Regions from separate parts of the Sus scrofa genome. Here regions 2, 3, 4 and 5 are each linked to region 1. Evidence: chromatin contacts called from public Hi-C and HiChIP or PLAC-seq data. All regions are on one chromosome and are shown on one strand. The core of a region is the stretch at or near the end of the contact, and the rest is flanking DNA. Distances in the headings are between cores, read along the strand shown.

What was found. A called contact is a pair of places that touch in the nucleus more often than the background predicts. HiChIP or PLAC-seq counts read pairs in DNA pulled down with a chosen protein or histone mark.
Region 2: a contact with region 1 is called in an H3K27ac HiChIP or PLAC-seq map of alveolar macrophages. The contact joins two enhancer-like sites. A contact is called at or near these places in 1 of 47 Hi-C or Micro-C datasets (embryonic fibroblasts) and 1 of 2 datasets of contacts at active chromatin or transcription factors (alveolar macrophages).
Region 3: a Hi-C map of embryonic fibroblasts shows a contact between it and region 1, with 5 times the contacts expected there. The contact joins two enhancer-like sites. A contact is called at or near these places in 1 of 47 Hi-C or Micro-C datasets (embryonic fibroblasts) and 1 of 2 datasets of contacts at active chromatin or transcription factors (alveolar macrophages).
Region 4: an H3K27ac HiChIP or PLAC-seq map of alveolar macrophages shows a contact between it and region 1. The contact joins two enhancer-like sites. A contact is called at or near these places in 1 of 47 Hi-C or Micro-C datasets (embryonic fibroblasts) and 1 of 2 datasets of contacts at active chromatin or transcription factors (alveolar macrophages).
Region 5: a Hi-C map of embryonic fibroblasts shows a contact between it and region 1, with 3 times the contacts expected there. The contact joins two enhancer-like sites. A contact is called at or near these places in 1 of 47 Hi-C or Micro-C datasets (embryonic fibroblasts) and 1 of 2 datasets of contacts at active chromatin or transcription factors (alveolar macrophages).

The regions. Positions count from the first base shown.
Region 1 is chr14:2,789,679-2,794,129 of Sscrofa11.1, forward strand. No RefSeq gene overlaps it. Among named protein-coding and RNA genes, the nearest start is that of NFIL3, 190 kb to the left of the region's middle. Within about 2 kb of position 2,598, at least 13 of the 83 cell types and tissues checked have an H3K27ac peak or open chromatin away from gene starts, as enhancers often do. A contact at or near this core is called in alveolar macrophages and embryonic fibroblasts, where this site is marked.
Region 2 is chr14:2,368,167-2,372,617 of Sscrofa11.1, forward strand. No RefSeq gene overlaps it. Among named protein-coding and RNA genes, the nearest start is that of AUH, 180 kb to the right of the region's middle. Within about 2 kb of position 2,130, at least 1 of the 83 cell types and tissues checked has an H3K27ac peak or open chromatin away from gene starts, as enhancers often do. A contact at or near this core is called in alveolar macrophages, where this site is marked.
Region 3 is chr14:2,390,497-2,394,947 of Sscrofa11.1, forward strand. No RefSeq gene overlaps it. Among named protein-coding and RNA genes, the nearest start is that of AUH, 150 kb to the right of the region's middle. Within about 2 kb of position 2,160, at least 43 of the 83 cell types and tissues checked have an H3K27ac peak or open chromatin away from gene starts, as enhancers often do. A contact at or near this core is called in alveolar macrophages and embryonic fibroblasts, where this site is marked.
Region 4 is chr14:2,434,078-2,438,528 of Sscrofa11.1, forward strand. The region is part of intron 4 of AUH (methylglutaconyl-CoA hydratase, mitochondrial); the gene reads right to left. Among named protein-coding and RNA genes, the nearest start is that of AUH, 110 kb to the right of the region's middle. Within about 2 kb of position 2,349, at least 14 of the 83 cell types and tissues checked have an H3K27ac peak or open chromatin away from gene starts, as enhancers often do. A contact at or near this core is called in alveolar macrophages, where this site is marked.
Region 5 is chr14:2,474,564-2,479,014 of Sscrofa11.1, forward strand. The region is part of intron 4 of AUH (methylglutaconyl-CoA hydratase, mitochondrial); the gene reads right to left. Among named protein-coding and RNA genes, the nearest start is that of AUH, 70 kb to the right of the region's middle. Within about 2 kb of position 2,133, at least 9 of the 83 cell types and tissues checked have an H3K27ac peak or open chromatin away from gene starts, as enhancers often do. A contact at or near this core is called in embryonic fibroblasts, where this site is marked.

The sequences.
Region 1 (4,451 bases), core at 1,348-3,847:
CGTATAGGAAAGATCACTTGAGCCAAAGGAATAGAAGGAAATGAGGTCTGTTTACCCTTTGGGCTGTATTATTAAACCCATGTTGAATTTTAATCCATCCTTATTGATTGAGAACTTTCTAAATAGGAACTAAATGCTGATAACACAGTTCTTCCCTTCAATATGCTAGATAAGAAGCGGGGTGTGGGTAACCCATCAAGTATTAATGAGACAAACACATCTGGGAAGGTTCTCTGAGGAAGGAGTGCAAAGCCATCAGGTCTGGAAAAGAACTGGTCAGAAGTCCATCAGTGATCGAATCTGGGAGGTTACTTCCTGGGTAAGTCATTCAGCTAAAAAAAGGAGGCAGGGTGGGGGGATTGTTTAATGCTAACTCCACAAGGTCATGTAGACTCTTTTCTTTTTCTTTTTTTTTTTTCTTTTTTCTTTTTTTGTCTTTTTGCCATTTTTTGAGCAGCTCCCGCGGCATATGGAGGTTCCCAGGCTAGGGGTCCAATTGGAGCTGTAGCCACCGGCCTACGCCAGAGCCACAGCAACGCGGGATCCGAGCCGCGTCTGTGACCTACACCACAGCTCGCAGCAACACTGGATCCTTAACCCACTGAGCAAGGCCAGGGATCAAACCCACAACCCCAGGGTTCCTAGTCGGATTCGTTAACCACTGGGCCACGACAGGAACTCCTCTCTTTTTTTTTTTTTGTTTTTTTTTGGTTATAGTTGATGTACAATGGTCTGTCGATTTCTGCTGTACAGCAAAGTACCCAGTTATTCGTGTACGTACATTTGTGTGGGCTCTTTAGTACCTAAGTGCCAAGTAACGCATGGCCTCACATGAGAGTGTTTAGAAATCTGAGGGCAACACATCAGGCCCAGATGCTTGATGAAGATTTTGTGGTCAGAGGCCTTTCCCTTCACACCTAGCAAGTTAATCATAAAGGTCTTCTGCCCCAATCCAGATGAGAACTCATGGTTGTATTACAACTAAAATCAGTATAATTCGATTCCTAGTGTTTGTCTCATGATTTTCCTAGGACCTCTGTTCACTCTGGCAAGCATATGGATTTAATGAAAAAGAGACTTCATCTCCTGGTAAATTTCTAAATGTCCTAGAACTGACTAATTGTAGTCATGTGAGGCCAAAAGAGGGAGTGGCCGGCTTTAGCTTTCCCGGCAGCCCAAACAACTTACCAAATTGGATGAATTAGGACAGGCAGTCCCTCTCTCTTTAGCTTTGTAGGAAAGGCCTGTCTTTGGCTTTTTTCTCCTACTATAGAGCCCCTAGCCATGAAGCCTTACAGAAACCAGACTTCAGATCTGTTTTGCCTAGACTTGGTATAAACTACAGAAACTTACATTTCAATTCCTATTGGCTTAAGTCGGATACCAATTTATCTATAGGGTTAGTTTTTTGTTTTGTTTTGTTTTTCTGTTTGTTTGTTTAGGGCTACACCTGTGGCATATGGAAGTTCCCAGCCTACGGGCTGAATAGGAATTTCACCTGCCGGCCACCGCCACATTCACAGCAACCTCAGATCTACCACCTACACCACAGCTCATGGCAATGCTGGATCCTTAACCCACTGAGCAGGGCCAGGGATCAAACCCGTGTCCTATGGATACTAGTCGGGTTTGTTACCACTGAGCCACAATGGGAACTCTTAATAGGGTTAGTTCTTTGCAATGGCATAGAAATGACTTAAAATGGCAGGGACCCCCATGACACCTTCCGCCACCTGCCTCTTCATACCCTTCTCCTTCACCACCTAGTTCCCCAAGGGTGCAAGCACCCACTACTAATCCCTGCCCACCTTTCTTCCACATCAGGGGGGATGAGACAACAGATATGAACATCTATGCCAGGGGGCCGCACAGTTCCTTAGACTGCACTGTCCAAAACGAGCTTTGAGCTCACATCTGCTGCCGTGTGTTTTCCTCTTGTTGACCATACAAAGGAAATAAGCCGTAACAACAAAAGTTACCCTAGGGGCGTCTCTGTCCCCCTTCTTTCCTTCCAGTGCTTGTGTCGGAGACAAGGCCTGTCTAGCACCCAGGTGGGAGCAGCCTCGGGTGTTAAATCAACCCCCAATCCTTCCCTTTTTCAGAATGTTTTGCTCTCTGGATCCGTTTTCTCTTCTTTGTGAGAGGCATAATAAAAGTACCTCCCTCCTAAGGATGTTATGAAACTAATGAGGCAAGGTAAGTCATTTAAAGTCACAGAGTAAGTACTTCTCAAGTGCGAAATCCCATCCCAGTTACCTTCATTTACTGGGAAAATAGCAGATTTGTTATAAGAGAGAGAGAGAAAGAAAGAAAGAAAAAAAAAAAAAAAAAGGCTTTCAGCTTTTCCTATTTCCCTAGGGGTTGGCACAGAGGTTTCTAAATCGCTATTAGAAATTAAGTATGGGCAAGCACTTCTCTTCACACTAAATAATTCACAGATGAAGAATCGGCCGTAATGAGACCACCCATCTGTATTAATAGTGAGAAAATAAGCTCTCCAAAGAGCCAAAGATGCCAGGAGTAAATACAGGCATTTGTAAGGAGTAGAGGAAAACCAGACAGTTGACAAGAACTCAAGCGCCACCTACAGTCCATAGAGGGAAGCGCATCTGACAGAAGAAGCCAGAAAGGCAAAGAGACCTCAGGTCTCGCTTAGCTTCACAAACTGAAATTCCTGCAGAGGGAAGCAATCAGTATAAAGAGAATCTCAGTCATTTTACTAAAATTTTAGACGGATAGGTGGTATACAGATAGATGGTAGATAGACTGATAGAGAATAGATAGATGATAGATGTATGTGTGCATATGTGTGTGTGTGTGTGTGTGTGTGTTTTAAAATATGTTTTTAGTAGAGAAGACCTGCCCCCAGCACTGCCACTCAATCTCTGTCCAACCTTGGGCAGCAATTAAACTCTCCAGGGCATCAGCATCAGCTTCCCCACTTGTAAAATGAAGGTGACACCACTTGTTTAACAAGGCTATTTGAATGATTCAGGGAGATGACGTAGACAAAATACTTACAACAGAGACTGAGACAGAGAATGAGGTAACAATAAAAAGAATATGCTGATAAACGTTTGTTCATTTGCTTAGTTACTCAACAAATATGCACTGAGCGTGCCGTGTGCCAGGCCCTCGCTGGCAAGAGCCAGCCTCTCCCTCTTCAAGCTCTCGGCTTGTGTTCTGACTTTGAGAGCACATAGAATGCAAGCAAAAAAAGTAGAAATGCTATATGTTTTAGAACCACTTTTAAGCTGGGAGAGAGTTAATATAAACATTCTCATACCTCTTATCTGGAGAAACACAAACTCAGTGGAATTGGTTGGAACATTCCAGCCAACTTAGGCATTAGCCAGAGAAGAGACTTCTAGGAAGAATCTGTAAGTTATGTATTAGTTTTCTTTTCTTTTTTTTTTTTTCTTTTGACTTTCCTGGATCCTTTAAAACTCTATTTTCTCCCAAGTACCTCTTATTTTAAATTCCTATTACACATTTTCACTGCCTTCTCCTCACCACCCACATCAAAGTCAAATATCTCTTTTTCACTGCTGTTCCTTTGTTCCTGCCTACGTCATTCCACTCCTTCCTGCTACCTGCTTTTCTATGTCTCCTTTCATTTTATTTTTTTTTAATTTTTTATTAAAGTATAATTGATTTACAACGTTGTGTCAATTTCTGCTGTACAGCAAAGTGACCCAGTCACATATATACATGTACATTCTTCTTCTCATATTATCTTCCATCATGTTCTATCCCAAGAGATAGGATATAGTTCCCTGTGCTATACTGTAGGAGTGTAGTCATTTTCTAATGCTACCTTGCAACTACCGGCTAACTACATGGCAGCTTAAGACAGCACACACTTATTTTATCACAGTTTTCTCTGGGCCCAGAGTCCAGGTGCTCTGAACTGAGCCCTTGCCTAGAGTCACCAGCTATAGTCAAGATGTCGACCTGGGACAAGTTCTCATCAAATGCTTGATTGGGGAAGCTTCCTTGGGCTGTTGGCAGGCTTTACTTCCTTGCTGTTGTAGGATTCATGGACGCTCACTCCTCAAAGCCAGCCGGGGAGCAAGGGACTAGAGCAAGTCTGCAAGCACCAGATTCTTCCGCAGGTACCATCCTCACAGAGTGACATCCCACCATCTTGGCCAGATTTCATCAGCTGAAGTGAGCCTGAGGTCCTGGCCACCCTCAGAGAGAGGGGATCACACAGAGGTGTGCACACCAGGAGGTGGGATCGTGGGGGGAGGGGCGCTCAGACTGTCCCCCTGCGTGGTCATGATGTCTCATTCCCACATGTATAAAGTAACGAAAGGAAAAATGGCAATTATTTCTCCAGCACACCTTATTTCAGAAAATAGGAGTAGAACTAATCTGTGAAGTGCTGTAGATTTGATCACAGTGATTCCCCCATGTCAATTCTGAAGGCTGGGTACACGGCTCAACAA
Region 2 (4,451 bases), core at 880-3,379, 420 kb before region 1:
TCACCCACTGAGCCACCAGGGAACTCCCAAAGGTCTGCCTTTTTTTTTTTTTTTTTTTTTTTTTTTTTTCTTTTTACAACCACACCTGGGGCATAGGGAAGTTCCCAGTCTAGGGGTTGAATCAGAGTTATAGCTGCGGGCTTACAACCACAGCCACAGCAACATGGGTTCTGAGCCGCATTTTTGACCTATGCAACAGCTTGTAGCAATGCAGGATCCTTAACCCACCGGCGAGGCCAGAGATTGAACCTGTGTCCTTGTGGATAATACGTTGAGCTCTTAACCCACTGAGCCACAAGGGAACTCCCACAAGTCTGCTTGTTGAAGCAGAGGGAGCAGTCAAGTATAATCCCGATGGTGATCGAAGTTAGTTGAGCCAGGTTCCACGCTGGGCCAGGCACTGTTCTAAGCACTTTACACATACGCACATATTTAATCCTCATAATCTTCCTGTAGGAGGGTTGCTACTGTAACCTTCACTTCGCTGATCAGAAAACTGAGGCAGGGAACAGCCACAGGACCTCCTAACTTTCCCAGCCTGTAGGCAGCAAATCTGAACCCAAGTGACCGGTTCCAGAACCCAGACCAGAACAACTTTGCTCTGCTGCTGAGCCCCAAATAGGAAAGGTGGAGCAGATTACTGAACATTTTGAAGGGTAGGACTATGGATTTTTTTTTGAGGGGGGGGGGAGTATTTTAAAAGTATTTTTGGATTTAAAGTTATTCCTTTAAAAAAGGGAAGGAGTGACGCATTTTTTCCTTAAGGGTGAAACAGTGCTGTGGGACTCCTCCTCCTCCTCCTGAGATGATGTAAGTGGGCTCAATGGAGAAACACAGGGAAATCTCATGCAATTATGCAATCGGGTGTATATTTCACATGAATTACAACGCACCTGGAGACACTGATGAAATCCTAGATGCCTAGAGCTGTCAAATGTGGTTGGAAAAAAAAAAAAAAAAAGAATACACCGGCCCACACCCTGTCTTCACAACCTATAATTAATTAGGGAAAGAAAAAGAGATCTGTCTGGTTCCATGACTTCAACTTTCCACCTGGAATATAAAGTTCTAAGAATATCAGTTGGCTCCGCTCCCCACTGCCTTTTCTTCTCGCTCTAACTTTCAGGCTTTTTGATTTCTATTTTCAGTGGCACTACCAAAATAAGAATGCAAATATCCTCTGCATAATTCATAAGGCGTACTACGAATGTTCAAGTGCTACTACTTGTGTCACAGCCACAAACATAAGCACAAGAGCATCCAGACAGCTGCTCTGTCTCTCGCTCCCGAGCCAGCCAACAGCTCCTGTAGTTAAACCCAGAACGTCTTCTTGTCCGCAATTCCGGTCTCAAATTCTGCATTTACCTAATTAGCTAGAGGGAGGCTAAGCTGTTCGTCTTATGTGCCGAATAAACCACTTTTCTAGGGAGCCTCGCTCCTTTGCTGGTAGAAAACACAGGAATGCTCATGCTGCACCTGTACCCCTGTGCCCTCTACCCCTTTCTGTTCCCAGGCATCTACCACCTTTCTTGTGTGCAGTTAGGTTTTTTTTTTTTAAATACTCATTTATTGAAATTTTAGCACGTGTCGGTTCAGTAAATCAATGCCTCTTATTTGTGGCTATAGCACAATCATTTGCGTCCCATCCCCAGAGACCCTGGGCTAAACCGCCTGGTGAGCTCAGACATGTCAAATTTTAAAAAGTTTCCAGGAGGAGTTCCCCTTGTGGCTCCTCAGGTTAAGAATCCAACTAGTCTCCATGAGGACGCAGGTTCAATCCCTGGCCTCGCTCAGTGGGTTAAGTATCGGGCGTTGCCCCGTGAATTGTGATGTAGGTATCAGACGTGGCTCGGATCTGGTGTTGCTATGGCTGTGCACAGCATAGGCCGGAGGCTGCAGCTCCAATTTGACTGCTAACCTAGGAATTTCCATATGCTGCAGGTGCAACCAAAAACAAACAAAAACAAAAAAACCTCCCAGGAAAGCTTCCACATGAGAAGCTCCATGAACAAACCCCATCCCCAGAAGCTGGCTCTGCACGGACTTTTCCTCTGCCCTGAGCCCCGCCCTTCTTCTGAGCATCGCCCGGCCTCTCTGGACCCAGTAGGAGATGTAAGACGCCTTCCCCTAGTGGTTGGTCCAGGGCAACAGCTTCTTGTATTACCAGCAGCCACCAGAAACCCTTGGGGAGGAACTGCCTCTATTCAGGGAAGCCCCTAGATGCTCCCAGAAAGACAGGGCAGTGCTGGGGAAGGAGGGATGGGTGACACATCTTCAGGCAATAAACAAAACAGACGACTGTGTCCAGTAGTCTGGGAGAAGGGGGAGCAAAGAGAATGAAGGCTCAGTCCCATGTGGACAGCCCTGGTGGCTGCATGGCCTCAGAACTTTTAAGGACCATGAGGTTCACAGGACATCAATCGCCACTCCAGCTGCTCTGGGGCCACGTGTTCTCTGGGTGGCACCCCCTCGTCCAGGCAGATGAAAACGAGGTGTGAGTGGTACCCACTGCAGCTGTGCAGCCAGGTAGCCCTTCTGCCGCCTCAAGGCGCACAGCTGAGCAAGTTCATGGTGCACCCCAGGGGGAGCTGCAGGGGGTGTGTCTGTACACACTGAACCACTTCAGGGGATCGAGGCCCAGGATGATTTCAGGGATTTGCCTAACCTGGGAGCTGGAGCTGGTCTTCAGATTGTGGGATGGGGGCTGCAGGCCATTGTTTCTGGATTTCATAGGAATGAGAGATGCCACAGGTGTCTGGCCATGCCCACCTAGCACATGCTGTCCCCACCCCACGTGCAAACTCCCTAGGACAGGGTGGTCACAAGGGGGCCACCACGAATATCAGCTGAGGACCAAAGGAGGCCACAGCGTTGAAGCGGCCACTGTGTGGGAAATACGGAACAATGCTGGCACCTGCTGCTCTTTGCCCAAACGTGATCTTGTTGAATCCCTGATCAGGCCCATGAAACGGAACAGGCCTGGCTATTGCTTTGTTCTCAGACTGCAGGAGAAGTTAGCTTCTCAGACTTTTGCCCCCTCGTCCTTAAGAGGGTTTCAGCACCTACCTTCCCCCAAGTAAATCCCGGCTACTGTGCTTCCAGGAGGTCCAGGCTGGACACATGATTGGCCAGAGGCCCCCAAGAGAGGTGCTGGAGACGGGACCCATCCTGGATATTGCAGCCAGTGGAACTCCCAGCTGAATGCAGCCACAGGAGCGACCCCAGCTGATGCCAGGCAGAGCAGAGCCACCCTGCTGAGCCCTGTCCAAATTCTGTCCACAGAATTGCAAGTTAAAAGGATATGTTGCTATGAACACCTAATTGGGGGGATGGCTTATAACTTGGCAAGAAGTAAACCACACTCAGCTTCCTCTGTACTACAGGGGCTCTGCTGACCCAGAGTGCCTAGGACACAGACAAGCACATCCTTGAGGAGGCTTGCAAGGTGGGGGTGTCTTGGGTGACATTCCCGAGGGCCCTGTAGGTGGGTGGAGATGACAGCACAGAGCTGACCCTCAGAGGGAGTGGCTGTCTTGCCTTCAAGATGAAATGATAGAGGAGTTCCTGCCATAGTGCAATGGGTTAAGAATTTGACTGCAGCAGCTTGGGCTCAGGTCGAGACAAAGGTGCAGGTTTGATCCCCTGGCCCAGCACAGTGGGTTAAGGATCCAGCATTGCCCCAGACACGGCATAGGTCGCAGCTGTGGTTTGGGTTCAGTCCCTTGCCAGGGAACTTCCATATGCTGCAGGTGCAGCCATAAAAAAACAAAAAATTTAGAAAAAAAAAGACAAAATGATGTGAAACAAACTTTGACTCTTAATAGGACTGGTTGAATTTTTTTAAAGTAAATAAATAAATAAAAACATTGCTAAACTCAAACTCTGGGGTGGGAAGAGAAAAACTCAAGGGTTTTATTTTAGATATACCATTTTGGAGTTCCCATTGTGGCTCCGCAAGTTAAGAACCCAACATAGTGTCCAAGAGGATGAGGGTTCGATCCCTGCCCTCACTCAGTGGGTTAAGGATTGGGTGTTGCCGCAAGTTACAGCATAGGTCACAGATGCGGCTCAGATCCAGCATTGCTGAGGCTGTGGTATAGGCCTGCAGCTCCGATTGGATCCTTAGCTCAGGAACTTCCATATGCCACAGGTGCGGCCCTCAAAGAAAAATAGTAAAATAAAATTTTAAAAAATAGATAAGCCATTTAAAAAATCCTGCTACAAAAGGCAAGGCCCCCCCCCCACCAAGTGATTCAGAAAACCATTTAAAATATGGAATTATCTGCTCTCTTAAATGTTTATGGTGGCCTGGTTTCTATAAAGGCAGCCTGGGCTACAACAAAGGGCCTCATCCCGTGATCTCAGGATTGTTCACAGCTCACCAGGGCCCAGAGCTCACTTTTTATCTTCCAGGTAATCTGGACACTCTCAAAGCCGCTTTCTCATCACAG
Region 3 (4,451 bases), core at 910-3,409, 400 kb before region 1:
CGACCCCCAGCCTGGGAACCTCCATATGCCACGGGAGCGGCCCAAGAAATGGCAAAAAGACAAAAAAAAAAAAAAAAAAAAAATACAGTGGAATATTTTCAGCCATCAGAAGAAAGTACTGACTGACACATGCTAACACCATGGATACACCTTGAAAACATTCTCCGTGAAAAAAAGCCAGGCATGAAAGGTTATATAATGTATACTTCTATTTATATGAAATGTTTAAAGTAGGCAAATCTGGGGAATTCCCTTCGTAGCTCAGCGGTTAACGAACCCAACTAGGATCCATGAGGATGAGGGTTCAATCCCTGGCCTTGCTCAGTGGGTTAAGAATCCGTTGTTGCCGTGGGCTGTGGTGTAGGTCGCAGACACGGCTCAGATTCCGAGTTGCTGTGGCTGTGGTGTAGGCCGGCAGCTGTAGCTCCGATTCGACCCCTAGCCTGGGAACCTCCATATGCCGCAGGTGCAGCCCTAAAAACGAGAAAAAAAAAAAAAAGTAGACAAATCTGGACACAGAAAGTAATTAAAGATTAGTGGTTGCCAAGGGCTGGGGCAGGGGCCAAGCAGGAGTGACTGGTAATGGGCACAGGGCATTTTTTTGAGGTGATGAAATTATCTAGAATTAGACAGTGGTCATGGTTGCACAGCTCTGTGAATAAACTAAAACCACTGACTCATACGCTTTGAAGGGTGACTTTACGGGATGCGAATTTTAGCTCAAAAATTTTTTTCACGAAGTGGCTTTTATCTCAATATCGATTTTAGGACTCCAAACGCAGAATCCATTCAGAAGTTACGGAACAGAGCCCAAATACGCATCCTGAAGATATTTTCCAGGTGCCAGTGGCTTTGGGGATCCCTGTCCTCAGGTTTAATGAATGGACAAGACGAGATCTTTTTTTTTTTTCTTTTTTAACTTAGAAATGTGGCCTCCATTCTGCATCTGCTAAAGGTCATGGAGCAGGAGAGGCAGGCCTGGCCCAGGCCAGCACTGGGCTGGCTCCTTTTCCTGGTTCTCTTACAGCACTCCTCCTCGTGTTCACTTTCTAAGACTAGTTTATCCCCAGGGGAAATTTAAAATGTCAGGTCTGTCTGTTTTTTTAGGAAATTCAACATACATTTTCAGATCTGTACATGCAAATATTCTTTAATTCGCACATACAGCAAATGAGATATCACACATGCTACCTGAATTCAGGAGCACTGGCGCCGTGGATAGGCCCAGAGATACACCTTGTTAGTCTTTTTAGAAGAGTGGTTTGCCAATCACAGGTCACATAGAAATTCCCACAAAGACCAGAGCAAGAGAAAGTACCTTTAGGGAGTTCCCGTTGTGGCTCAGCAGTGACAAACCCCACCAGGATCCATGAGGTTGCGGGTTTGATCCCTGAATTAAGGATCCAGGTTTGCTGTGAGCTGTGGTGTAGACCACAGACACAGCTCAGATCCCATTTGCTGTGGCTGTGGTGTAGGCCGGCAGCTACAGCTCCAATTCTACCCCTAGCCTGGAAACTTCCATGTGCCACCGGTGTGGCCATAAAAAGACAAAAAAAAAAAAAAGAAAGTACCTTTAAGGTTATGTGGAGACCATCTAAGAGAATTTAATCGATAGGTAATAAGAATAAATAAATCAATAAATCACACCACTCCTATAATTAGAATTTCTTTCCATGAAGTTAGGCATGGGCTGTCATTTCCTGTCTTTTATGGCATGTCACATATTTCTTGTACTTTTTTCTTTTTTTTTGGCCACACCTGCCACTTGTGAAAATTGTGGGGCCAGGGATCAAACCTACATTACAGCAGCAACATAAGCCACAACAGTGACAACACTGGATCCTCAACCCACTTCATCACCAGGAAACGCCTTTTCATTTTTTTTTTTTTTTTTTTCACTTCTTGTATTTTTAAAGCACTCAAACTACGGCCACTCATGAACAAGTTCTAGGCTTCATGAAACGTACGTTTCAGAACCGTGTTAACAGACAATGCGAAAGAAGTGTTACTCAATGTAGGAGAGGCTATGAGGTGTTTGAACTTTTCTCGGCTGCCAAACCACTTTTCACTTTCTGTAAACTGCACAAAGGATTCATTCAGCACAGTCCCGAGGCTGAAAGTGAAAGTGACTCAGACTATTTTCGAAAAGGTCAGGAAGTGCCTTTGCCCATCTTCGAATTCCTCTGAAACCTTTGCCTGTGACTAAAGACGTCACAGCTAAAGGAATACAGCTCCAGAGCTGTTGCTCGGTGCCACAGTGGTCTATTTTACCGTGGTGAATTCAGGTCTTGCTCTGTGAAATGGATTCATAAGAGGTTGCGTCTGGAGAACATTTGGGTGGGCAGTTTTTGGAAAAGGGATAGGAGGTGAGATGTGTGGAACGGCTGATCCAGGCAGTCCGCCTTGCTCCCAGCCTAGTCCCAGCCTGCCCCACTGCAGGGGCTACGTCCTCCAGCATCTCTTCTGTACCACGGAGGCCACCAGGCAGCCACGTGAGAACCAACAGGCTTAGGAGAAAATGGGCAATTCTCCCTCCCCAGCCCTAGCACTTAGGCCTCCAGATAATTTTTTTTCTTTTCTCTTTTCAAATTTTTCAAATTTATTTATTTATTTGGCTCAGTACGCAGCAGGTAGAAGTTCCCAGGCCAGGGACTGAACTCTTTGCACCACAGCAGCAACCAGAGCCACAGCAGCGACAACGCCAGCTCCTTAACCCACTGAGCCACCAGGGAACTCTGGATAATTTTTCTTCAAGTTTTAAAAAAAGCTACTGCTTAAACACATGGATTATCCCAAGAAACAGAGTAGTGATGAAGTCCCGGCCCAGGTTAGACTGATTTCTGCTTTCTGTGCCTCTTTAGGACCTGACCAGTGAGCTGCCTTTGCATCCACGCACTTCCCAGCTATTCAGCCTGTGCTGGAGCTGCAGGGGTGCCATCTGGATGACCTCAAGGACAGAGCTGAGTCAGAGGAACTGTCCTCTGCCTGCACCCCACTCCCACCCCCACCCCCGAGCTTGCCCACACTCTGCTTCAACCTCGGCAGCAGGGAGCAGCTTATGGGCCTGGGAGAGTGGACGCAGCTTCCCCTAGGGACCCGGTCCTTGCCTCTGTGTGGACAAATGCAGAGTGGAACAGAAGAGTGTTGTGGGGGTGGGGGCCTGTGTGGCTTCCTCCAGCCCCTGGCAGCCATGAGGGTTCCAGTTTGGCACCATGGTTCTAAAAGACAGCCACCTGTCCCCCCTGAGCCCTCTTTCCCCAGGTGAACCCCCAGGTTCCTGAACGTGCCCTGAACTGGACCAGTTGTGAGCCCCACCTTCCTGATACAACAGGTCTCTTCTAAAACATGAAGCAAATAAAGCATCGCCTGTCATCTGGAGGAGGCGACTTTACTGATCCCCAAGCCCCTTTGCACAGACACATTCATTCCCTCTGCAGTGATCACAGAAAAACGACTGGATTCTTTTATGGATAAAGAAACAGGTTCAATGGTTCAGGCTTTACCCGCCCTCATCATTGATTTCAGGAGTTGAAACTTAGCCAACAGACTCCTGTGTGCTTTCCAGAAAAGCACAGAGTGAATCTCTAACCACCTGAAACTGTGATGTTGAGAAGTGAATACAAGACTCTAGGTGAACCTGAGCCGTGCAGAACAGAGTGAGACGCCCAGTACACTTCCGCTGAAGCAGCACGGGGTGCCCTTGACCCACACGCACTGCCTTTTTGACCCTACCATGCAGGAGTCCTCAGACTCACTGCTCACAGCTGCCCAGATTGGGTCTCTACCCTCCAGGTGTTGTGACCAACGTCACTGGGTTTCCAGGTTCAGAACGCCTGCCCCGAGTGCAGTCCTGGCCTCTGGTTCTTAAACCATAAAATGACAAACCCATCTCCTAAGGTGTCTTGAGTACTGGACCTGGACACGCAGGTGAAGTGCTTGGCTTAGAGGAGGTGCTGAAGCCAGTATCGCCGTACCAGTCACACGTCCCGCCTGACACCAGGGCCTTTGACACGCACACTTAGTCTCTCTCCAAGTCATGAGAAACCTGGAACCAATCAGAGCAAAGGGTGACACATGTATGTATCAGCAGCCCTTGGCTATGTTGTTCAGCTGGTTGTAAGCCCAACAGTCATGACAAGTCAACAGCCCCGGGTTCAATTCCCGACTCCATCACCCACTTGTAACCATGCTATGCTCCCAGCCTTCTGTTTTGGAATAACCAGTGCCTCTCCTTTCCTGGCTGATAGGAAGAGTAAATACAAAAGTGGATGGAAACCCTGGGAGGTAGAGAGCTTTGTAAATGGTAATCATTATCCTTGTAACTGTACCCAGCCCAAATCCCCTCCTCACACTCACACTAGTATCTTCAGTGATATTGTCAGAATGCTCCCTTGAATCAAAACATATCATTTTTCTTTCTCCTTTTTTCTTTTTCTTTCCTTCCTTCCTTC
Region 4 (4,451 bases), core at 1,099-3,598, 360 kb before region 1:
TCTTTGGCATAAGGATGATTTTGAACTGAAGGCAGATGAGGAAAAGCAGACCTAGGAAAACACCTAAAAATAAAGCACACATTTTTCTTTTTTGTGAAGGAAAAGTACATTTATAAAGGAAATTTCCATTTGTGAAGGTGTTTCCCTCTCTGGTACCAGGAAGGAAAGAACAACTTTTAACAACTCTTATCAGTGGAGAAGGAACAGACCGAAATTTGTAACATGAACCTTAGTAAACAACACTGGTTTACCATACATCTCCCACCAGAAACCCCAAACCCCTTTTCCTTTGTTAGCTTATGACAGCATATATGTCTCCAAATTCTCACCACCTCCCTGAGTTACTCATCACTGAGTCTCTCCCACACGTATGCGTGTTGCACATGATAATAAACTGGTTTCTTTTATTCATCTGTCTTGCGTCAGTTTAACTTCCAGGGCCCCAGCCAGAGAATGGAGAGGGTAGAAGAAAAGTGTTTTTCTTCCCCCACAGGCCCTTAAACATGTGAAAACTACCAACTTTGCTTATAAAGACAAATGCAAATTATACAGCCTCAAAATGCCCTTCCTCATCTGTCTGACTGGCAAATTATCCCAAAGATCGACAGTTCTGTTAGGGAGGCTGTTGGCCTGCAAACTGCTATAACCCCTGTGGCAGGAAGGTTTGGCAATACCTATGAATAGCTACCCTTACCCCAGCTACCTCAATTCGAGGATTCTACTCAAAGAGAGCCTAGTAAAAACTGTCAAATGGCATGATATACGCGTAAGGTTTTTCACTGTGACATTATCTGTAACTATAAAAGAACAAAAACAAGCCAACTGTCTATCAATAAGGCACAGGCTGAATGGATTACAGCACACATACACAATGGAGTAAAGAAAAGGAAGACATCAATGCAGCTGTAAAAATAACTGTTATATATACATACATGTATGTGTGTGTGTGTATATATATATGCTTATACACAGAGAAACTGCTGTCATGTCTTACCATATGGGTTATATGGTAGGTGTATACTTAACTTTTTAAGAAAATTCCAAACTGTTTTCTAAACTGACTGTACCATTTTATATTCCTATGTGTGGTGTATGAGAGTTCCAGAAGGTCCATATCCTTGCCAACACTTGGGAGAGTCGGTCTTTTTAATTTTAGCCATTCTAATAGGTATTTAATGGTGTCTCACTGTGGTTTTAATTTGCAGTTCTCTTAGCATTTATAAACATCTTTTCATGTGCTTATTTGCCATTCATATATCTTTTTTTGGTGAAGTGTCTTCTCAAATCCTGACTACTTTTTAATTAGGGTGTTTTGTTTTCTCACTATTGAATTTCAAGAGTTTTTGTAACATATTTTAGATACTGGTCCTTTATCAGATATATGATTTATACATATTTTCTCCCAGTCTGGGACTCGGCTATCTATTCTTTTATGTGTCTTTTAACAACAGATATTCTTAATTTTGATGAAGTCTAATATTTTCATTTTTCTCTCACAGGGATTGTGCTTTTTCTGTCATACCTAAAAAATCTTAGATTTCTAACCTAAGAGCAAAAGGCCTATTTTTTCTAAGTTTGTTGTTGAACTTTTACATTTTTAGGTTTCATATCTTGGTCTACAATCCATTTTGAGTTCATTTTTATATATGGCAAGAGATATGGATTGAAGTTAATTTTTTGCATATGGACAACCAAGAGTTGAAAAAGACCATTTCCCCCCCAGTGAACTGTCTTTACACCAAGCTTTATTTTTAAAGGTTTAAATTTGTATTATTTCTATTTTTTGTCTTTAAGGAGCCTATTCAGACTGTCTCAAAATAAAATACATACCTCCGTCCTAAAAATGTGTAAAAGTATAATAATATAAGAAAGAAAAAATAAAAACAGAAATTCTTATCAATATCGGATGTTTGACAAAGGACAACCTCACCCAAAAGCTACAATACAAAGGATACCTGTGGAACTGGGAAGAGCTCCCAGAAGTAGTGGACACATAGCCCAAGACCCTGTCAGGACTATAAGTAATGCAGACAGGAGTTTCAAAGAGCTGCTAGGTCAAGTCTTTTGTTCTAACTACCTCTCACTTACACAATACTAGTTTCCGTCCAGACTGTTTCACATTAAAATGTAGTTATGAACTTGTACACACTTGTTATAAATGGCAGGCTAGCATGGCATTTTTTTCTCATGGTCAATGGCATAAGAGAGTCCGTGTCCTCAGTGGACAGTTCCATGTAAATGACGAAGGACGGAAAAACAGAAATAAGTAAAAAATGCAATATCTCAGAATACGGGCCTGGAGTTCAGTGAGTGCTCTGGTGGCTCTGGAAGGACTAAAGCCACAGTGTCTCTGTGACACAACTGAGGAAACAGTATCTCACAAACCCCCTTTTTCCTGTTACCTCACCCCTGCGGCTGTTCTTTCAGCTGATTACACAAAAGTTGTTTGTTCAGTAGATTTTTTTTTTTCCTCTTAGCAGTAACAAAAAATCAGCAATGTAACAGATACATTAATATATACTTAATGCTCAAATATCTTTTATCTTTGCTCATGATTACAAACATGGCATATAAAAGTATAAAGACCATGTTCAAACTATATTTAGAGTCAAAAACAGCAGTTAGTAAACAAGAAAGTTATTTACATTTTTTAAAAAAATCAGTGGTTCCTTCGAAATTGTAGTCGTCACTAACCGCTTCTTTCAGGAAGAAAAAATGGGGAAATAAAAATGTTTCCGTGCCGAGTGTGGAAGGGCAGAGCAGCTCTAACGGGACTGGCCTTGACCTGAGAAGGTAGGCGATACGTGGCCACCTTACCACATGGTGGTGATGCAGGGCACCCTTCAAAATTCAACCTTCTCCACGAGCTCCCACTCACCTTCCCAGGACTCGCCCACCCATCTGGTCGTGGTGCGCAGGTTTTTCTCACTCCTCTGAAAAATCTTTCCAATACTACAATCCCGTCCAGTCATGTCCTTTGTTCTACAAAGGGTCATAAAGGCTACTGCATCACTTAGCAAACATGTACTATGTTTTTTAAAGTTCTCATTCTCTGCCAGGTCTAGTGGAAGGACCAGGAATAACAGGAGAACTTTCTCCTGTTTCCACATATAGACCCAGTTCCATCTCCTGATCACTCTCCTCCCACCCCCCATCTCAGAGCTGCAAGATGCCTGACCCATGCATAAAGTCACATGTTTTAGGAGTATATGATTCTAAATCACTAACTAAAAACTTTAAAAACTGTTAACAGCATATTCATTATGTAGTTTTTTTTTTCCTCTGAAAAGCAGTATCCATAACTTTAATCTCATTAAATAGGAGAAAATTTCAAGTTTCCACTATCTACTGCATCACTGATTTTCTTCTTGATGCAGCTTGGCAGTCACCCCGAGACAAGCCTATTTAGACTGCGGGCCAAGATGTGCTGATGCGCCACCCAAACAGAAAAGGATAAGATTTCAGGTCTAGAGGACTCCTAATACACATCAACATGCCCCTCTGGGTGAAAGCAAACAGTGCCTGAGAAGGAGAAGAAACCACTAGTAAACAAGCTGGTGATTTTCCTCAGTACACGGAGAAGCTGTGAGCCCATCAGTGTGTTGGCCATGGCCTAAGAGCAAGGGCACTGTCCTGGGGTCTGGGGACTGAGGGTTGCTGGGCCCCAGAAGGGATGGCATTTCACTTTCCTGAATCTCAGGATCATCATCTCTTAGGGGAGGGAAGATGGATGACCTTGCTGGTGGAAATACTCGGTAAGATCAACCACGTTGGCCCCTGGTCAGTCTCCCTAAGTGTTATCGGCGGTGTTCCAAGGCCCCAAAGCAACAGGAGGGGCTTCAAAATTTTGGGGGTGCACCAACACGCATCTAAGTGCTGGGCTCTCGGCAAAAACAGGGAAATGAGCTCTTCTCTTCTAATTCCATCTCCAGTACAGGACTTTATCCTCCTCTCATAGGTCCTTCTACAAAGCAGAGCCTGCCAAAGTGCTGTGTTTTTTTGGAGGGTGAGGATCTTTACTACTTACAAAGTAGCTGGGTTTCTGAGAGGAGTCACTGGAGAATGGGAAATAGAAGTCAGTCACTGGCTGATCGTATATTCATTATAAAAGCCAAAAGCTGTGGTTTCCACTGATATAAGCTCCCAATGACCCTGTAAAAGAAAAAGGAAAAGGGAGCCAAATGTCGACTGCAGGCCAGGATAGTGTCAACTTTCCCTGTACTCCTGGCTCCTCCTCGACATTCTATTTCATCCCCTGTTAATCCTACGGCCCACATACATTCCATTCAGCAAATCTTTTGATAAATTCCTATGCTGATCAAGCAAAGAAAAATTCACACTGCCCCGGTAAGGGCTGTGACTATGTAACTGCAACTGGTAAGGGGTTCTATAAATATTTTCATTATTCCACTTCCTTCAAAGTCCTCTCTGCCCTTAAATGGTTCTCCAAG
Region 5 (4,451 bases), core at 883-3,382, 320 kb before region 1:
AATTAGACCCCTAGCCTGGGAACCTCCATATGCCGTGGGTGCAGCCCTAGAAAAGACAAAAAGACAAAAAATATGTATATACATATTCAGGTGGATGTGCATAGGTTATAAGCAAACACTACACCATTGTATATAAAGGACTTGAGCATCCATGGATCTTGGTATCCACAAGGGGTTCTAGAACCAATTTGACTACAATTCACATGTTTAATAATTCTCGCTGAATGACTACTGGCCCCGTGGTCTCCAGTGATGAGAATGAGAGAGATGGTTTCTGGCTTCATAAAGCTTCAGAGTACAGTTTTATATTTCATATTTATTTATTTCTTTGTCTTTTTAGGGCCATACCCACAGCATATGGATGTTCCCAGGCTAGGGATCAAATCTAAGCTGTAGCCACCCCTGGCCTAGGCCACAGCCACAGCAATGCCAGACCTGGGCCGCAACTGTGACCTACACCACAGCTCAGGGCAATGCCAGATCCTTAACCCACTGAGCGAGGCCAGGGATAGAACCTACATCCTCATGGATGCTAGTCGGGTTCATTAACTGCTGAACCATGATGGGAACTCCTGTATTTTATATTTAAGTTTATGATTTTGAGTTCATTTTGTACAAATTGTGAGATTTAGGTTGAGGGTTCTCTTTTTATTTGGGGGGGGGGCACATAGACGTCCAACTTTTCTAACACTTTCTCCACTGAATTGCCTGTGGGAATTGTCCAATATCGATCAGCCCTATTTGCATGAGTCTGTTTCCTGGATTCTGTTGTGTTCCACAGCTCAATGTGTCTGTCCTTTCAACAACATCACACCAGGTCCTCTGCAATTGTCCTTACTCTGAGAATAGCCTTATTTCACCTTCATTCCTAAAGGACATTTTCTTTTGATACAGGATTCCGGGTTGGCAGTTCTTTCCTTTCAGCACTTTAGACATGTCATTCCACTTATCTCTGGAACCCATTATTTCTGATGAGGAATCTAGTCATTCAAATCACTGTACCTATAAACAACGTGCTATTTTCCTCTGACTTTCAAGATCATTATTGTTGTCTTGGTCTTTAGTTTTAAGCATTTTGATTATGTGTCTGGTCAAGAATTTCTTTGGGCTTATCTTGTGTATGTTCACTCAGCTTCTTAAATCCTTAGTGTAAGTCTTTCACTAAATTTGCGAAATCTCCAGCCATTATTTCTTCAACGGTTTCCTTTCTGAGCCAGTCTTTCTCCTTTCTTTCTGAGATTCTCATGCTACAAATGTTAACCATTTCACTACTGTCTTATAGGTCCCTAAGGTTCTGTTCATTTATTCTGTTTTTTTTGTTTGGTTTTCTGTTTCTTAGACTGGGAGAACTGAAAGTTCACTCGTTCTTCCGTTATCTCTATTCTGAAACCTTCTGCATTTCCATTTGTTCATGTGCGTGAGGCCTAAAATTAAGGCTCCATACCATGTGCTGCTTAGCACCGAGGGAAACCAGGCGACCCACAAACGGCCTGACCACAAGTTCTCCTCCCAACTTTGTTCCAATGGACTAAGTCCCCTTGACAGACAACCCACCTCATCAAGAAGATTGGGCATCGTTCCTAATGAGCCCTGGGGACAGGGTTCCAAGTTCCTGCCAAACTGTGAAATTATTCAAACAAAACCAATCACATCCTCCCTAAGGAACCAGGAAGCACACCACCCTCTTATCACTATAGAGCCTGCCTCCATCTTTTCACTCTGCTCCCAAGCACAACCCCCGTGTAGTCCTGCATGCCATGTGGTGCCCTCCCCAGGGCCATAAGTATATGTGACTAAGAAGCTGCTAATCAATCACATCTGTCTAGTGTCACGCAGGCATCACATGTTTGGCCATCCCCAGAAACCTAGGAAAGGAAGCTCTCCCTCACCAACACCGTGAAGAGAAGGCAACAGAAACAGTTCACCCTTATTTCTTGAAGTACTAACTGCTTCAAAATCTTGGATAATTCCAACACCCGTCATTCTAAATGACATCTGTTAATCATCTTCTCCCATACCAGTTGAGATTTTTTTGGGTTCTTCACATGCTAAGTAATTTTGGCCTGGACATTTTTGTTTTAGCATTCGACCAACTTGGCTATATCCAGGCTGCACATTCCAACCAGCCTTCCGTGGATTGTGGTTTCAGCATTAGCTATGTTTTCAGGGCCTTTGGCCAGTCTCAGATCTGGGCAATAGTCCACCTCTTGGTTCAAATTCTCCAGTGTTTGGTCTGCTGTTTAGCACCGGAAACACACACGTCCACCACAGCAGTGAGTCCAGGAGTTAAAAAACAACTTTGTGGGGTCCCCTACCTGAGATCCTCACTCTTCGCAATCTCCTTGGTACTTTCTGGTTCCCAGGGCTCCCCCTTTTCGGTGCTCCAGCCAAAACTCTTGAACTACAGCAACATGCTCCTAGCAGGAACGAGCTCTTGCCTCTAACCTGGCCTTACTGATGTCTACTCTTGGCGTGGTGACCAGGAAAATCTTTAAAAATCTTTTAAATCTTTAAAAGAGATGCTAAGATCACACGGCATCTCTGGTAATAACCCGGTGGGTCCTTCTCCACTCAGGTTACCAGCTGTAATGCCTCTATGCTCTTATTCCTCTGCCGCTTCCCTGACGGTATCTCCAACCACTCTCATCCTCCTGTCTGCTATGGGTACAGTGATTAAGTGAATGTTCCAGGCATGCTTTCATCTTAGCCCTTTATCCTGGATGTTCCTTTGCCTAAAATGCTCTTCTTCCTGTCTGACAATTTCCTCAATTCCTCTCAGTCTTAACACAAATGTTATCTTCTCAATGAGGCTTCCTCTGACCCTTTATTTTATTTTATTATTTTATTATTATTATTATATATTTTGTTTTTTAGGGCTATACATGCAGCACATGGAAGTTCCCAGGCCAGGGGTCAAATTGGAACTGCAGCTGCCGGCCTACGCCAGAGCCAAAGCAACTTGGGATCTAAGCCATGTCTGTGACCTACACCACAGCTCACAGCAACATCGGATCCTGAACCCACTGAGCAAGGCCAGGGATCCAAGTTGTCAGATAAAAAGGAGAGCATTTCAGAAAAAGGAACAAATCCTCATGGATACTAGTCGGGTTCACAACCCACTGAGCCACAACAGGAACTCCCGACCCTTTATGTTAAAATGCAAACTCCCAACTCTCCTCAAACCCCTTCCCCTTTTTCTACAGCATTTTGCACTTCTGCCATAATTCACAACTTATTATTTGCACATCTACTGTCGCTGTGCTAGAACATCAGCTGCACAGCACTAGTGATCGTTCCTTGTTTGTTTCCAGCTATATAACTAGTGTCTACACCAGTGCATGGCTCAATGAGTATTTGTTAAGAGAATAAATATGCCTGGAACACAGTGTGTGAGCAAAGGGAGCATCAATAGGAGAGAAGGTTAGAGAAGTGCTGGGGACCCACACTGCAGGTCTTATAAACTGAGGATTATAGCCAACAGAATCCATAGCATCTTCTCAAACTCACGATTCCCAGTTCAAGCTGCCTTATTCCTGTTTGATTTCAACAACTTTATAACAGCAGTTAGGATACTCGTACACATGTTTAACTCTCCTACCAGATTTTAGATGGATACTCCAAGGGGACTGACTCTGCTGAGTCATCTATGTCTATATTTTTATCTATTTCCTCTAGAGCAGCTAACATATGGCCTGTGAACAAATAACTTCCAAAACACCCTAATTAGTCAAAATGAAGTAAAGGGTCACTGAATACATTTTAAAGTACAAAGAAATAAGACTGCAGTGCATGAGGTGTGTTCATGAATGTACTAGACTTGAAAGCAGAATGAGTGCTGGCCTTTAGAGGTCACTTAGGAGTCAGCCCATTAAAGCCAGCAGGGCTGTCTACAGCTCCTAACACTGGTAAATGTTTGACATTATACAAGCCTCTTAAGAAAAGCAGTCTTATTTTTGTTGTTATACTTCTCTTCTGCCTAAAATAGTATGACCTTATTAATCAGATTTGGCACAGAAAGGTCCTTTGCTATTTATGAAAATCAAATTCACCCTCACAGGATAAAGATGAGTCACGGCTGAAGATATGCAAAAGAATAAGCTCAGATTCTGATATAAATTCTACGAAGATTTCAACAAAGGTTATAAACAAAACTTTCCAAAATGACTACTGTGTTCAGGACAACACAAACACACAGGATGTAAAAATCTGTCATTACTTCATAGACACACCTTAAAATAGAGTTCCTGGACGCCATGCCAAGAGACGGCCTGATTGCTAAAGCCAGCCCACAGCGAGACAGGCAGCGACGTCCCAAACCCTCACCCTGTGGAGGAGAAACAGACAGAAAGGGGACTCTTGTTCTGGCCCCTCGAAACCTGAGCGCTCTTATTTCTTTCTCCCTCCCCCCCGCCCCCTCCTTCCTTCCTTTCTTTTTTTCTAATAGAAAATAA